Regions from separate parts of the Mus musculus genome. Here region 1 is linked to region 2. A link is a contact called in public promoter capture Hi-C data. All regions are on one chromosome and are shown on one strand. The core of a region is the stretch at or near the end of the contact, and the rest is flanking DNA. Distances in the headings are between cores, read along the strand shown. Region 1 holds the start of Rc3h1 (RING CCCH (C3H) domains 1). Region 2 holds the start of Pigc (phosphatidylinositol glycan anchor biosynthesis, class C).

Region 1 (6,682 bases), core at 2,929-5,428, 1.1 Mb before region 2:
AAAGCACAAAAATTACAGAGGACAATAGAGACTGGGGGACTTCCTGAGGGTTTCCTCTAGGCTTCGAACCAAGGGCTTCACCACAAAGTGATTCGTTTAGTAGTAGTATATTGATGGTAGAGAAGGGGGCAGAATCTAAATTTCTGGGCATTCCACAGTAAAGTTTCATAAAATAGTAAATAAAACTAAATAGCTTAGATTTCTAAGCACAAAGTGACTATAAAACATTTAGATTGTCTTAACTTTTGACACAGTCTATGTAGCCTAGACCCTGTCACATGACCAGGCTAACCTCCAACTCTCCGTTCTGCCTGCCTCCTGAATGCTGTGATTAAAAGCATGTACCACCATACCTGGCTTAGTAATATGTTTTATTTTTTTTATTTATTTATTTATTTTGAGTCAGTGTTTCTCTGTGTATCCCTGCTTATCCCAGAACTGGCTCTGTAGACCAGGCTGACCTTTCAAACTCACAGAGATCCACCTGTCTCTGGCTCCTGACTGCTGAGATTAAAAATGTATACCACTATGGCCCAGCAGGAACAGATTTTTTTTAAAAAAGATGAATTAAGTTTTGATACAGTCTCGCTCTATAGCCCAGGCTTTAAGTGTTACAGCTCTAAGGGGAAGGCCTCCCCAGTGGCAGTACTACAGTTCTGAGGGAAGTTTTCCCTCACAGAGGTGTTGCAGTTCTGAGAGGGAGCGTTTCCCCAATGGAAGTGTTACAGTTCTGCTCTGAGGGGAAAGGTTTCCCCAATACAAGTGTTACAGTCTGAAGGAAAGGTATTCTGGCAGCAGGGAACCAAAGAATACCACACAGTCACACCATACAACAAACCTCACACAAGAGATTTCTTGGGGAAAAAGGCATGTGGGTGGCTGACGCGGCTCTGGCAAGAGGCAGCTGGTAACTGAGCAGGAGACGGGCTTTCTATAGGGGATAGGCTTTCCAGGGATTTCCAGACTGGTGATTGGTGAGATTTCAAGGAGAGCCCAGGGATTGGTGGGATTTTGTGCTTAGGAACTGGTGGAATTTGATAGGTTTTTAAAAGTGGGCTAGGACCTTTCACCCTACGTAGGTGGACTTGAAATTTTAGTCATCTTGCCTCAGCTTCCAAAGTACTGGGACCAAAGACCTATGCCAACATACCTAGCTGTCTTCATCAATACACTTTTTAAATTTAATTTTAAAAGTTTTGATTGACTGACTGATTTGATCCATTCATTTATGAGTCAAGGTCTCACTGGGTAGCCTTGGCTGGCCTGGAGTTCACTAATAGACCAAGATGGCTAACTCACAGAGATACCCTTGCCTCTGCCTCTTGAGTGCTGGACTGACGGTGTGCACCGCCATGGGGTGCTTTAATCTCCAAAGTTTTGAAATTTAAATTATATGCCCATATAAACCCAGCATACCATCTAATTTAATTTTCTAATTCTTAATGTGAAGACCCTAGTAATGTTAAAACTTAGAAAAATTAGGGGGAGAGAGATTGATTTACTAACTAAAATTTACAAAGAGTTATTAATTTCGGGATAAAATTCACACGAAATTCTTTCCCCTTGATAGATTACCACATCTCTTTTAAATAGACTTGGTCTCGGGGGACATATTGTCTTCTGTATCTCACATCTAGTCTAATTGCAGAATTCAAAACCTAAATGACTCCTCCCAGGTTCATTTCATTAGAAACACTTGTTTCTACAGAGCTGTTCTTCCTTTTCCAACAAGTATTTGCTCAGTTATGTAGTTCAAATAAACTTGGAGGAACCTCTGTATTTAGCTTATTGTTAGTTGGAATAGCTAGCAGAGGTATAGCACTATTCCTATTTTAAGGAACTCTCATTAGGTTGTTTGTAATGGAAGCCGGGCTACTTCCTTTCACCTAAACAGAGAGGTTGGCATGTGTGCCTAGCAACAGCAGCTAAAACTTTGTTGTGGAAGGTTCCCTAGGAGTGAGGCGGGAGGAATGGCAGGAGGAACAGACTATCTGTTTGTCCTAGTAGGGGACTGACCCCTGGTTGTTTGAGGAGGGAAAGGCTTTCCAAGAGATAACGTTTAGATTAGTAACACGCTGGCCTAAACTTTAGGGCTGCTGGAAATCAGGTCCTGGCTTACTGCAAGAACCAGGCTCTTATCTGACTAGGGTATGTTCCCAACTGTTCAGCAGATGACTAAACTGAAGGAGAATAGTACAGAACCTTCTATGTGTTTACTTTTACATAAGAATAATTAGGTTTTATTTAACAAATTAGGCATAGTTAACAACTAGTGATAAATAGAACAATTATAACAACATATTATAAAAATTCATTGAAAACTCATGAATTATTTCTGGAATTTTTCACTGAATATTTTTGGTTTACAGTTGTCCAGAGCTAACTCAAATCATAGAAATTTCAGATAAGTGGGGACAGCTGTATTTAGTAGTTTAAGAGATTACAGATTTAGCTCACTCCAAAGCAGCAAACACAATCAATAAAGGCATGAATAAGTCTAAAAATAAGCTGAAATCTCACCACCATGAAGTTATAATCACTACAAAAAAACCTCTTCCAAGTTCAGGAAAATGTGTGATATTTCAGCTGTGTGAGCTGGATATGCTGTCTTACACCTATAAGCCTAAAGTTAAGAGGCAGAAGGATTTGCAGGGCAGGCAGTGGTGACACAGGCCTTTAATCCCAGCACTTGGAAGGCTGAGGCAGGCAGATAAATCTGAGTTCAAGACCAGCCTGGCCTACAGAGTGAATTCCAGGACAGCCAGAGCTACACAGAGAAACCAAGAAAATAAAAAAATTAAAAATGAGGTGAGAGACGAGCCCGTGAACGTGCTCCAGGCCACCCTGGTCTCAAAGCAAGAGCCTGTCTCAAGAACCAAAGCCTGGCCAGGTATGGCTAGGTGGCCATACCTATAATCTGAGCTCTCAGGGAGCAGAGGTTCAGAACTTCCAGGTCAGTCCAGGCTCCAGGATTTTCTGTTCCGGGAATAAAACAAACCCAGCCAAACCAAAACAACAACAAACAAACAATCAAACACCCACGGGGAAAAAAAAGAAACCAAAACAAAGCCCAAACAAGCCCAACAGCCACCCAGTAATTGTTTCTTGTGAGATGTGGAAGTAATTTGTTTGTTTGTTTTAAATCGATGTTGGTGAGTTTACAGTGAAGAAAGGACAGTCTGGGCATGGGGCCCATGCCTTTAATTCCTTCACTTGGAAGACAGAGACAGATGGAACTCTTGTGAGTTCAAAGCCAGCCTGGTCTACAGAAGAATTTCTAGGATAGCCAAGGGTATATAATAGAGAGACCCTGTCTCAAAAACAGAACAAAAAAAAAAAAAAAAAAAAAAAAAGAAAGGACAGAACAACAAATTCTCTGCTTTCACAGACAAAGCAGGAAGCAGAAGGAGAGCGGGGAGCATTTTATGGTGTTGACTTGAGGACAGTTTTAATGTGAAAATTAGAATATAAATTTAATACTATATAGTATTAGAATTCCGTTTCTTTCGGTTCTCCAGAATTTGGCTAAACCGAATTATGTCGAAGATGTGTGCACACACACCCCACAACACAGGGTACTGGAAAGGGGTGGGATGCAAAACAGATACAAGAGGAAGAGTCCAGAGCTTAAGAGAAACGCCATCATACACACACACACAGACACAGACACACACACACAGACACACACACAGACACACACACACAGACACACACACACACACACACACACACACACACACACACACACACACACACACAAGCGCGAGTGAGGCTGGGGAGAGGTAGCATATAAGAAAAAAGATGCTAGAGTCGAGGAAGAGTCCAGACCTCAGAAAGTGACAAGCTCAGAGGCAGCGCGAGACTCCATAGGAGTGAGCTTACGGGAACCGCCTGGCCTCTTGCCTGCCAGCACCAAAGGCACTGTGGCCACAGGCCAGGCGGGTGGCCCGGGAGGAGGTGGGACAAGTTTCTCCACTCGGGGCGCGACAGCGCTCGAGACACGGGCGGGGCGCGTCGCCCGCTCCCGACAGGGCGTTGGGGCCGGTGACTCAGAGCTTTCCTCCCGGCCCCGCCCTCAGACGACCACGCCCCACCTCGTTAGCCACGCCCCGCCCCGTTGGCCACGCCCCATGAGGAGGAGCCTCGCCTTCATCTCCGCCCCAGTCTCGGGGCGGGCCGGAGTCTGAGGAAGAGGAAGGGGACGAGGACAACGAGCGACGGGCGGCGGAGGACGCGGAGGAGGAAGGGGAGGCCGACCAACAAGATGGCCCCTGCTGCAGGAGCAGCCTCAGCAGCAGCAGGTGGGGGGCTGGAGGCGGCGCTGGCGGTGGCGGCTACGGCCGTGGTCCGGCGGCCTGGGACAGAGTCAGAGTCGATGGTGGCAGCGGCGGCGGCGGCGGCTGCCGCGACGGTGGCGACGGCCGCAGGGACTCGGAGCTGAGAGGAGCTGCTGCTCGGACCAGAGCGGTGAGCAAGTGGCGGTCGGCAGTGTGGGGAGCGGGGCGGCCGCGGCCGAGAACAATAGGCAGCGACTGCGGGGATGGGGCTGTCCTCACCCGCCCTGCGCTCGGGACCGGCCCCAGGGCTTGTCAGTGGCCGGCGTCCTTTAGGCCTCAGGCCTCCGCGTGCCTCCCGGAGGGCCTGCCGGGGTAGGTAGGCCGAGGGGCGGTGCGGACGCCGCCCTGGACGCCGGGAAGGCTGGGGAGGCTGGGGCGGGAGCGGGGGGTTGGGGGGGTCCGAGGCTGACTGGTTCCGAGGTCCCTCGGAGGACAGCGGGCGGGCGGTGAGTTTGCTCGCAGGAAATGTTGTTTGGACCCCTGTCTGTGCGGTGGGGGAGGGAGTAGGCGCCTGTAAACAGCCGCCGCTCCTGCCTAGCTGCCAGGCGTGGCTGCTCCCTCCCCAGCCCCCTTCCTCCCTTGGCCAAGTGGGTTTTAGGGTGTCGGTTTCCCAGGAGTTCCTGGAGATAAACCCTATTGGCCAAGACGAAACCATGTGCAGGTGCCTTTTTCAAAAAGACTATAAGTGTACAACAACAAAAACACACAAAATGTGGTTGTTGGTAAAGGATGGAGTAGTAAGGGGTGGACCTTTCCTAACAAGGTTCTAAACATCAGGTCTCTGTAAACACCACGGTACTCACATCCCAGGTCCGAGGGAGCTAGCCGAAACAAGGGCTCTTTTTGAAGCAGCAATAATGTAACTCTTGACATCCCAGAATAGTCCGTGAAACTGGAAACAAAGCCACTTATTGGCAGCACGGAGACAGATTGTTAAGGTTTGAGCGGAACTTTTCTAACTAGCCATTTTGAATTGTGTACAGCAGAGGCGATATCATTAACCTCTTTGGTATCTGCTGGAAGCACTTAGGACAGAGAAGTGGTTCATCTGTCTCCCTTAGGAGTTCATGTGTCTGTCTCATATTCTAATCATTTTTTTTCCAGTTTGTCCCAAAATTTGGAGAAGATTCTTTTTTCTCTGTTTGAAATTTCATATTTAAAGCCTACTTTCTAAGATTTCCAATACTTTTAGCCTGCCGTTATGCTTGCCTGTGAATCCTAGCACTCAGGAGGCTGAGGCAGAGTATCCTGATTTGACAAGACTTGTATCAAAAAACTAATTCAGCCAACAAAATGCCAGACAATAGAAACTTTTACTGATAGTTTTCAAAAAACAAAAACCAGTTGTGGTTCTGTTTTAAGTGGCTAGGCTTAGGATGAGACACCTCATTTTATGTTAGTATGCTATACTGCAATAATATCTTTATACTTAAAAGTTAGCTATTTCTCCTAAATGTAATTTTTCTAGGCATTTACCACATACATTTTCAAATGGAGGGGGAAGAGGTAAATTTTATTCCATTTTCTACGTGGGTATGCAGAAAAATTATTAAAAAGCTTGAAAGCATTCAAGAAGACTGCTTAATATTCACTTTCAGGATCTATCTAGGGGTCTTTGTGTTTCTTCCTTTCCTTTTATTGTTTTGGAGACGTGGTCTTGATGTAGCCCAGGTTGGGCAGGAATTAACAGTCTTCCTGTCTTAGCATCCTGAATGTTGGGCTGAGTTAATATTAAAAGGAAGGTTGACTTGTACAAAGAAGATATTGCTTGATAGCTTTTGCCAATTTCTAGGGTAATTTCCTAATGAAAATCTATCTCTGACTGTTAAAAGTATTGTTCAGTAATATGAAATTTAATTAGCAGTACTAGTTTCTAATTCTATTGAGGAGTTGATAGTGAATAATTATATAAAACATAAAGTGAGTATAGTAGTATCATAGATTAATATCTGCAAACTTATTTTATGCCTAGTATAATATTGTATCCCTAGTATAATATTGTCATGGATGCTTTGATCTTTTGAATCATGGAGAGACAATTTTTATATTATATATCTCCTGCTAATTTGACTTTGGGGAGGGGAGATGGCCAAGAATTTCAGAACACTTTGTTTTTTGTTTTTGAAGAACTCAGATTGGTAAGTTTTCTTTTCCTAGTGAATTTTATTAGATACAAAGAATCATGTGTATTGTAATGATACTGAAATTCATTGTGTGGCCTAAACATATTAGAAAAAGTACAAACTAATTTATGAGTTTGTAAATTTTAAGTTATAAAAAAAACCTTCATTACTTCATCAATGACTTGTTAATCTAATTTTTCAAAAAACAAAAGCCTTCAACTA
Region 2 (6,775 bases), core at 3,478-5,977:
GCTATCTTTGAAGGGCTTTGACAGACTCTAACAAAATTAATTTCTGTTTTCCCCTTTTGGTATTTCTAACATTATTTAGTTTTAGTGATGATATACTGGGGCACTAAAATACTTGAGTCACAGTAAGGACAAATAATAAAACCTGGTTTTATGTGTGGTGATACAAATTCACTTAACTGAACAAATAAATATTCACTGAACAATGATGATGTGCCAGACACAGACTCACTTAAGAGGTTAGGAAATACATCCATCCCCATTCTCTAGTAGGGATAAAAGAAAAAGACACAATGTCTACAAAACATCCTGCTCTCTTGAAGCAAGAGACTTAAGCTGGGTTCAGTGAAGACTTTCTCAGTACCTTTGATAGGAAGTCTGGATTTTCAAGCAAGTGTGGCAAATACATATCCTTCTTGTACGAAGTCAGAACAAAGGAGGAGTGGTACCTAGGCGAGCAATGCAAAGGGGAGTTAGAATCGTAGTGTTGGGCTGGGAGAGCCTGTCCCCAGCTGGTCCAGGGAAGGCCTGGGCACCTGCCCTGCCCCTGCCCCAGCTCTGCACAGATCAGCCTTAATAGCTATGTCCCCTCTTATGCCACTTTGGTTTCCCTCTTCTTTTTCTTCCTTTTCTTTTTTGTTAATTTCAACTAACCAATGAGAGTCATGGTTGAGATGCAAATAAGTCAGGGAGAAGGGCTGCTCCTGAAAGCCAAAGTGCACAGAAGGAAGTGCTCCTTAGGTTTCTTCTCCAAGATACCTGCAATGGATGCTTTAAACACTTACCAAGAACCCATCCTTCCATGCCTGGCTGGAACTCCTAGACTTTATGCCCCTGCACACTCAAACAACTCACCTCTGTCCTCCCACACAGAGCATCTTTCCCTGGAACATTCTCCCCAGTTGCTGGGAAACATGAAGATGCGACAGGGCAACACCAGTTGTCTCCACAAGCTAACCCAGCCTCCCATTGAAGATCATTTAGTTAAAGAATGAGGGGCTGAGGCCTTGGTGTGGGGACAGAGAGACACTGAGATGGAGACATGGAATGCTGATCTTTTGCCAAGAACACCTCTCCGCTTTCGTGAGAAGGGATTTCATCGTTCATTCTTCATGGGAAAGGAGTGTGGTGTTCGGGAAGTATTTGTTTCGTTTCTCTTGTCGCTTCCCTGAGTCCTAGGAAGCTGGGGAGGTGGTCTGATGTAAATTCCTCTGCGAGCTTCTCTGTTATGGGAATGGGCTGCCTCAGATTTATTATCCCCAAACCGACCATGAAAGGCAAGAAGGCTGGCTTAGTCCTGCTTCGCTGTAACCTCTTACTAACCGGTGTGGGTTCAGCACAGTTCGGCCAAGCTGGGAGGGTGCTTCTGGAAGCTTCCTATGGCACTTCCATGTTGCTTCTGGGGTGGTGTGTGTGTGTGTGTGGGGGGGTGTCTCACTTCCATCCCCACAGCTGTGTTCCAGAGCTTGTTTGAAGCTGGCATAGTCTGAGACACATTCCTCTAAACATCCCTTTACCTTTTTCTAGACCATTCTATTAGATCTGCTTGCCCACGGGTGCGTAGGTAATACTTTGAGTTCACTGAACTATCCCTAAGAACTAATCCCCTAAGAGTTGAGGGAAGTTACTGCCAAACAAAGAGTGTGGGACTTGGAACTCTGGACAAATACATTTTGTCCTTAAAAAAATAGCTATGTATCAATTCTCCTCTTTCCTTTTCCAATAAGCTGTATTTTTATCCTGCCCTCTGAGAGGTGAGGGCACTCCATAGGTACTGTTTACTCACCTCACACGTTTTATGAGGTAAGTAGGCTCATTTCTCCAACCAGACACCAAGATTGCTCCCTCAGTCTTAGCGTTTGATTGGAAAGAATTTCACTTACTACCTTAAGTAACTTCTTATCACTCACCTACATTTGGCCGGTGGTGGTGGTGGTGGTGTGTTTCTGTGTCCCTTTCCAGATGCTGTAGATAGCCCCGTCTCCCTGACAACCCTGACCTTGACTCTGAAACAGGTACCATGCCTGCCCAGTTGAGTACTAAGCCTGCCTCTCTCAAGCTCTGCTCTGCTCTCCACTTCCTGCCTTTCACCAGAGGCTCAGACAGAGGACAGGGGAGTTGGAGGCAAGATGAACATGCACTGGGATGCCCCTGGTTCAGAGTGCATCTAATGGGCAGGGAGTACTAAGGGATGGTGGCGGTTAGCTTATTAATGTCAGGCATTAGCAATTGAAAGTTTCTATATTTCTAATTAGAAAACTGAGCGTATTTGGCCCTGGACTCAGATATCTGAGGCAACATTGACTGAGGAAGAGGGAGTGTCACCTTTGGCCAGTTCTTCCATTCACTGCTACTTCCATCTGACCAACCTAATCAGTGTGGCTTCCAGCTGACTGCATGTGAGCTTATGACATAGTCGAATTGAAAACGGATGCTAAGTTATCATTTACTCACGATGACTCTTGAGGTGTTATCAACTCTTAGTGGGTATATTACTTTGATACTTCCTAAACAAACCTTTGAGTTTATTGAACCTCTCATTGCTCATGCCAGATAAACACACACACACACACACACACACACACAACATGCACTCAAATGTTTGCTCTGAAAATACACAAAATCATCTATCAGCCTTTTGAGAACTGTTTTAAAGAGTAGACAAAGCAGACATGTGTTATGGAGGCATGGATGCCCCTCATGTGGTCATTTGCTCACAGACCTAAAGATGTATGACGATTATCAACAGGAAAAGAAACTCTTTGAGCCTGTGCTCTCTCTAGCAACCATTTCCAGTCTAAGACAAGCCTATGGAACTGCCTCTGCACCGTCCTTGCTCATCCCCGATTCCTTATTTCCCGCCATCATCTCACAACCTACATTTCTCTCAGAGATTTATCACCACACCCAGGGACAACTTAACTGTAAGGGGCGGGGAGGTGTTGAATGAAGAACTTAATTATTTTAAGTAGAAGCTGAAATGCCCCATACATATAAATCCTCAGTTTTCAAAATCAGAAATGTGTTATCTATTGGCTTTGTGAGGGCATGAGCGACCCATGAAACTGGAGGAGGCCCCACGTGAAATACAGCTATTGCTACTCTATAAAGATGGCGTGTTATAGTTCTAGGTTATTGATAATTAGAATTCGAAGACTAGAAATTGAAGCGGGGTGGGGGGAAACTATGGAAGTGTTTTGAGTTACAGTGTCTGTGGTTGAATAGTACACGCAGAAATGAAGGTTATGGCGGCTCTCATTTCTTCTAGCCAGGCCTTTACATAGCATAACCTTTGTCTGAGAAACCCAGGGCGTTTCTTTCTTTTTTCTTTTTCTTTTTCTTTTTTTTGCATTCGACTTGGTTTCTCAACAGGGCACATGCACCTCTCCACCTTAAGAGTACAACCACTGAGCTCTGCCTCGAAGGCTCTGTCCTCAGAAGCTGGGAAGTTACCTTCTGGGGATGCTCAGGATCAATGGTTTGTTTACCAGGCTGGCCTCACTCAGCCAAGGAATCTTGTCAAACTTTGGAACAAAAGCCTACAGAGAGAGAAATGGAAAGAGATCAGGTTGCAGAGTTTATCACACTTCCGAAGACTAAATCTTAAAGGGAGTCACAGGGCCAGAGAGATGCCTTGGTGGCTAACAGCACTCCTTCCTCTTGGAGAAAAGCCAGGTTTAGTTGACAGCACCCACAAGCCAGCTCATGACTGCCTGTAACTATAGCGGCAGGGGACCTAGCACCTTCTTCTGACCTCCACAGACACCTGGAGTCAGGAGCACATATGTAGACATAATTAAAAACAAAATATTAAAAAAAAGTTAAAATACTTGACCAGTGCTGGTATTACAATAAGCAAAGTAAGCTAACAGCAACCACACAGCAATCAATACATTGCAAACTATTTTAACACGAGAGTCCTCCAACCATTCCATAAGGTGGCCAAGAACAAATAAGCGCCTTCTTTCTTTTACAGACAAAGAATTCAAAGCCCAGATAGTGTGAATATGAATAAATGGGTTCATGCTTTCTGCCTCTGTGTCCACACTATTTAACAGTCTCTATATTTTAAATTCTTCGAGCTTCCATCTATTTATAAATCCTGTGACACTTCCAAGACCCCAGTTGAAAATCAGCAATCTCTCGTCCCAAAGGCTCTCCACCCTCATCTCTTTTAGGTGGCAAAGTCTAGGAAAGGATCCAGCTTTGGAGCCATCCACATTTGGATATTTCTGATCTACTTGCAATTACTAACCAGCTGCCTGACTTTGGTCAAAAACAAACTAATGATCGCATCGTCTCTGTGCAAGTCAACGCACAGGATGCTATGTGAGATCTGGGATCTCCCCGACTCCCCCCCCCTTTTTTTTTTTTTTTTTTTTTTTTTTTTTTTTTTTTGGTGAATACCAGAAGCCTGGTTTGGCACCTATAGGAGGAGGGTTTGGATGCATGGAAAGTCCCTTGGCTGAGAGCCTGTCAACACATGTCATGGTAACCTTGCAGTTACCAGTCTTCCACCAGCCCCGCGACTCTTCCTGCCTTCTCCTGCCTTCCACACCCTGTGAAGTAATTCCCACTGAGGGATTTGCTTCCCAGGCTTAGCATTCCACTAGGAGCAGATTGCCAGGAGAGGAGCAATCAGTAGAGGGCAGCAGTGACCTCGCGGTGTGGAGTCTCGGGGCGGGACGCTTTGGCCGCCGAGTGCTGCGGATCCGGAAGTGCTCCTCCACAGTAGTCCCCTTCCAAGCCGGCGTCCCGGATGTAGAAGTAGCTAGGCGGCCGCTCTTCTCGGTCGTGCACCCCCCTAAAGAGCTTGGTGCAGGTGGGTTCCGGCGTCCTTCGCTGTGAGCGCTTCCGGCTGATCCAAGGCTGGGGCGGGGGTCGGCAGCGGCGGGCGGGGCAGGCCGGTTGGGTGAGTGGTAGCCCAAGACCCTTCGCCGCCCGGTGACGGGGACCTTTCAAATCCCGAGGTCCCAGTGCGTGAGGGCCGACTCCAGGGTGTACGGCTTTTAAAGCAAAGGTCTATCCTAGCCTCCACGAAAAATACAGACGGTCCGGCAGGAAGTTCTTTCTCGAATTTGCTGAATGACCTCTGTGTTTACGACTGGGATGATTGTTTTCTTGATCCTGCGCTAGAGTTTTGCTGTTTCAGTTAATTAGGATGATATAGCACTTTAAAGGATAGTAAGTTCAGCTAATGAACAAAAAAGATTTGAGTTCTTGGTTTGGGCTAAAACTATAGAGAGATCATGCCCTTTTGTACGGTGCAGGTTATTGTCATTCGACCGATAACTTATTCAGATACCTTTGGGGACCTAGTAACGGCTATGGATGGATTCTGTCCCTATAAATTTGCGTAAGTTGCAAATATAATCATGCAAAAATAGTATAAACCTTAGAGTGTATGAATGCCCAAGTTAAGACTGGCTTAGAGAAGGACGACCAGAAGCAGAGACTTTGACACTAGACTTTTGTAGGAGGTCTGGCTCCACGCTGTTAGCCTGGGACCTAAATACTCTACTGTTTTGAAACTCAGATGTCTTATTAGGTAAACTCATAACTGGTATTAACTTGTAAGGCTGTGACAGTTAAAGAAGGTGCATAAGACATTTAACATTCTGAGTTAGATGCAGATATCAATTATTAAGACTACACTTTAAAATGTGAAGGCTTAATGCCGCATTATGTCACCAGACACAATTTATCTAGGCTTTCAGTAAGCCAAGTTGTTTTTTATTGTATCTGATGCCAGCTTCCATATATTTACAGTTCTCTCTTCTAGGAATTTAGCTGTGTTGTCCTGACCCTCAGGACAAACTCATCTAATGCAGGCTCAGCTTGTACTGAAGGCTTTGTAAACAAGGAAAGTTCTGTAGGGTATCAGCATGGCATTTCCAGAGAGTTCTTAATCTACAGATTTATCAAGAACCAGAACCCCATGGACGTCCCTGAGGGAGATTGAGCCAACCTGGATTTGAGGAAAGAATGAGATAATGTGTGCTCAACGTGTAACAGACACCCCAGAAGTCAAGTGGCAGAAGGTTTTATATGAGCGGCAGCCGTTCCCTGATAACTATGTTGACCAGAGGTTCCTGGAAGAACTCCGGAAAAACATCTATGCCCGGAAGTACCAGTACTGGGCTGTGGTATTTGAGTCCAGTGTGGTGATACAGCAGCTGTGCAGTGTCTGTGTTTTTGTAGTGATCTGGTGGTACATGGATGAGGGTCTTCTGGCTCCCCAGTGGCTTTTTGGGACCGGACTGGCATCTTCCTTGGTTGGGTATGTTTTATTCGATCTTATCGATGGAGGTGATGGACGGAAGAAGAGTGGGCGGACCCGGTGGGCCGACCTGAAGAGTACTCTGGTCTTTATCACTTTCACTTACGGTTTTTCACCTGTGCTAAAGACCCTGACGGAGTCTGTCAGTACAGACACTATCTACGCCATGGCAGTCTTTATGCTGTTAGGCCATCTCATCTTCTTTGATTACGGTGCCAATGCTGCTATTGTATCCAGCACCCTGTCCTTGAACATGGCCATCTTTGCTTCTGTTTGCCTGGCCTCACGCCTCCCCCGGTCACTCCACGCCTTCATTATGGTGACGTTTGCTATCCAGATCTTTGCACTGTGGCCCATGTTACAGAAGAAACTGAAGGCGTACACCCCGCGAAGCTATGTAGGGGTCACTTTGCTTTTTGCCTTTTCTGCCTTTGGAGGTCTTCTGTCCATTAGTGCTGTGGGAGCCATACTCTTTGCTCTCCTGCTGTTTTCCATCTC

What was found. Promoter capture Hi-C pulls out the DNA fragments that hold promoters and counts their contacts.
Region 1: a promoter capture Hi-C map of pre-B cells shows a contact between it and region 2, with 2.9 times the contacts expected there. The contact joins the promoter of Rc3h1 here to the promoter of Pigc in region 2. A contact is called at or near these places in 1 of 39 promoter capture datasets (pre-B cells) and 1 of 484 Hi-C or Micro-C datasets (CD4 T cells).

Annotation. Positions count from the first base shown.
Region 1 is chr1:160,902,233-160,908,914 of GRCm38.p6, forward strand. It overlaps Rc3h1 (RING CCCH (C3H) domains 1), which reads left to right and starts at 4,179. Exons shown (of 20, transcript NM_001024952.2): 1 at 4,179-4,467.
Region 2 is chr1:161,964,461-161,971,235 of GRCm38.p6, forward strand. It overlaps Pigc (phosphatidylinositol glycan anchor biosynthesis, class C), which reads left to right and starts at 4,728. Exons shown (of 2, transcript NM_001039045.1): 1 at 4,728-4,819; 2 at 5,780-6,775. The coding sequence starts at 5,991. It overlaps 4930558K02Rik (RIKEN cDNA 4930558K02 gene), which reads right to left. Exons shown (of 7, transcript NM_001204904.1): 2 at 3,451-3,536; 3 at 362-446.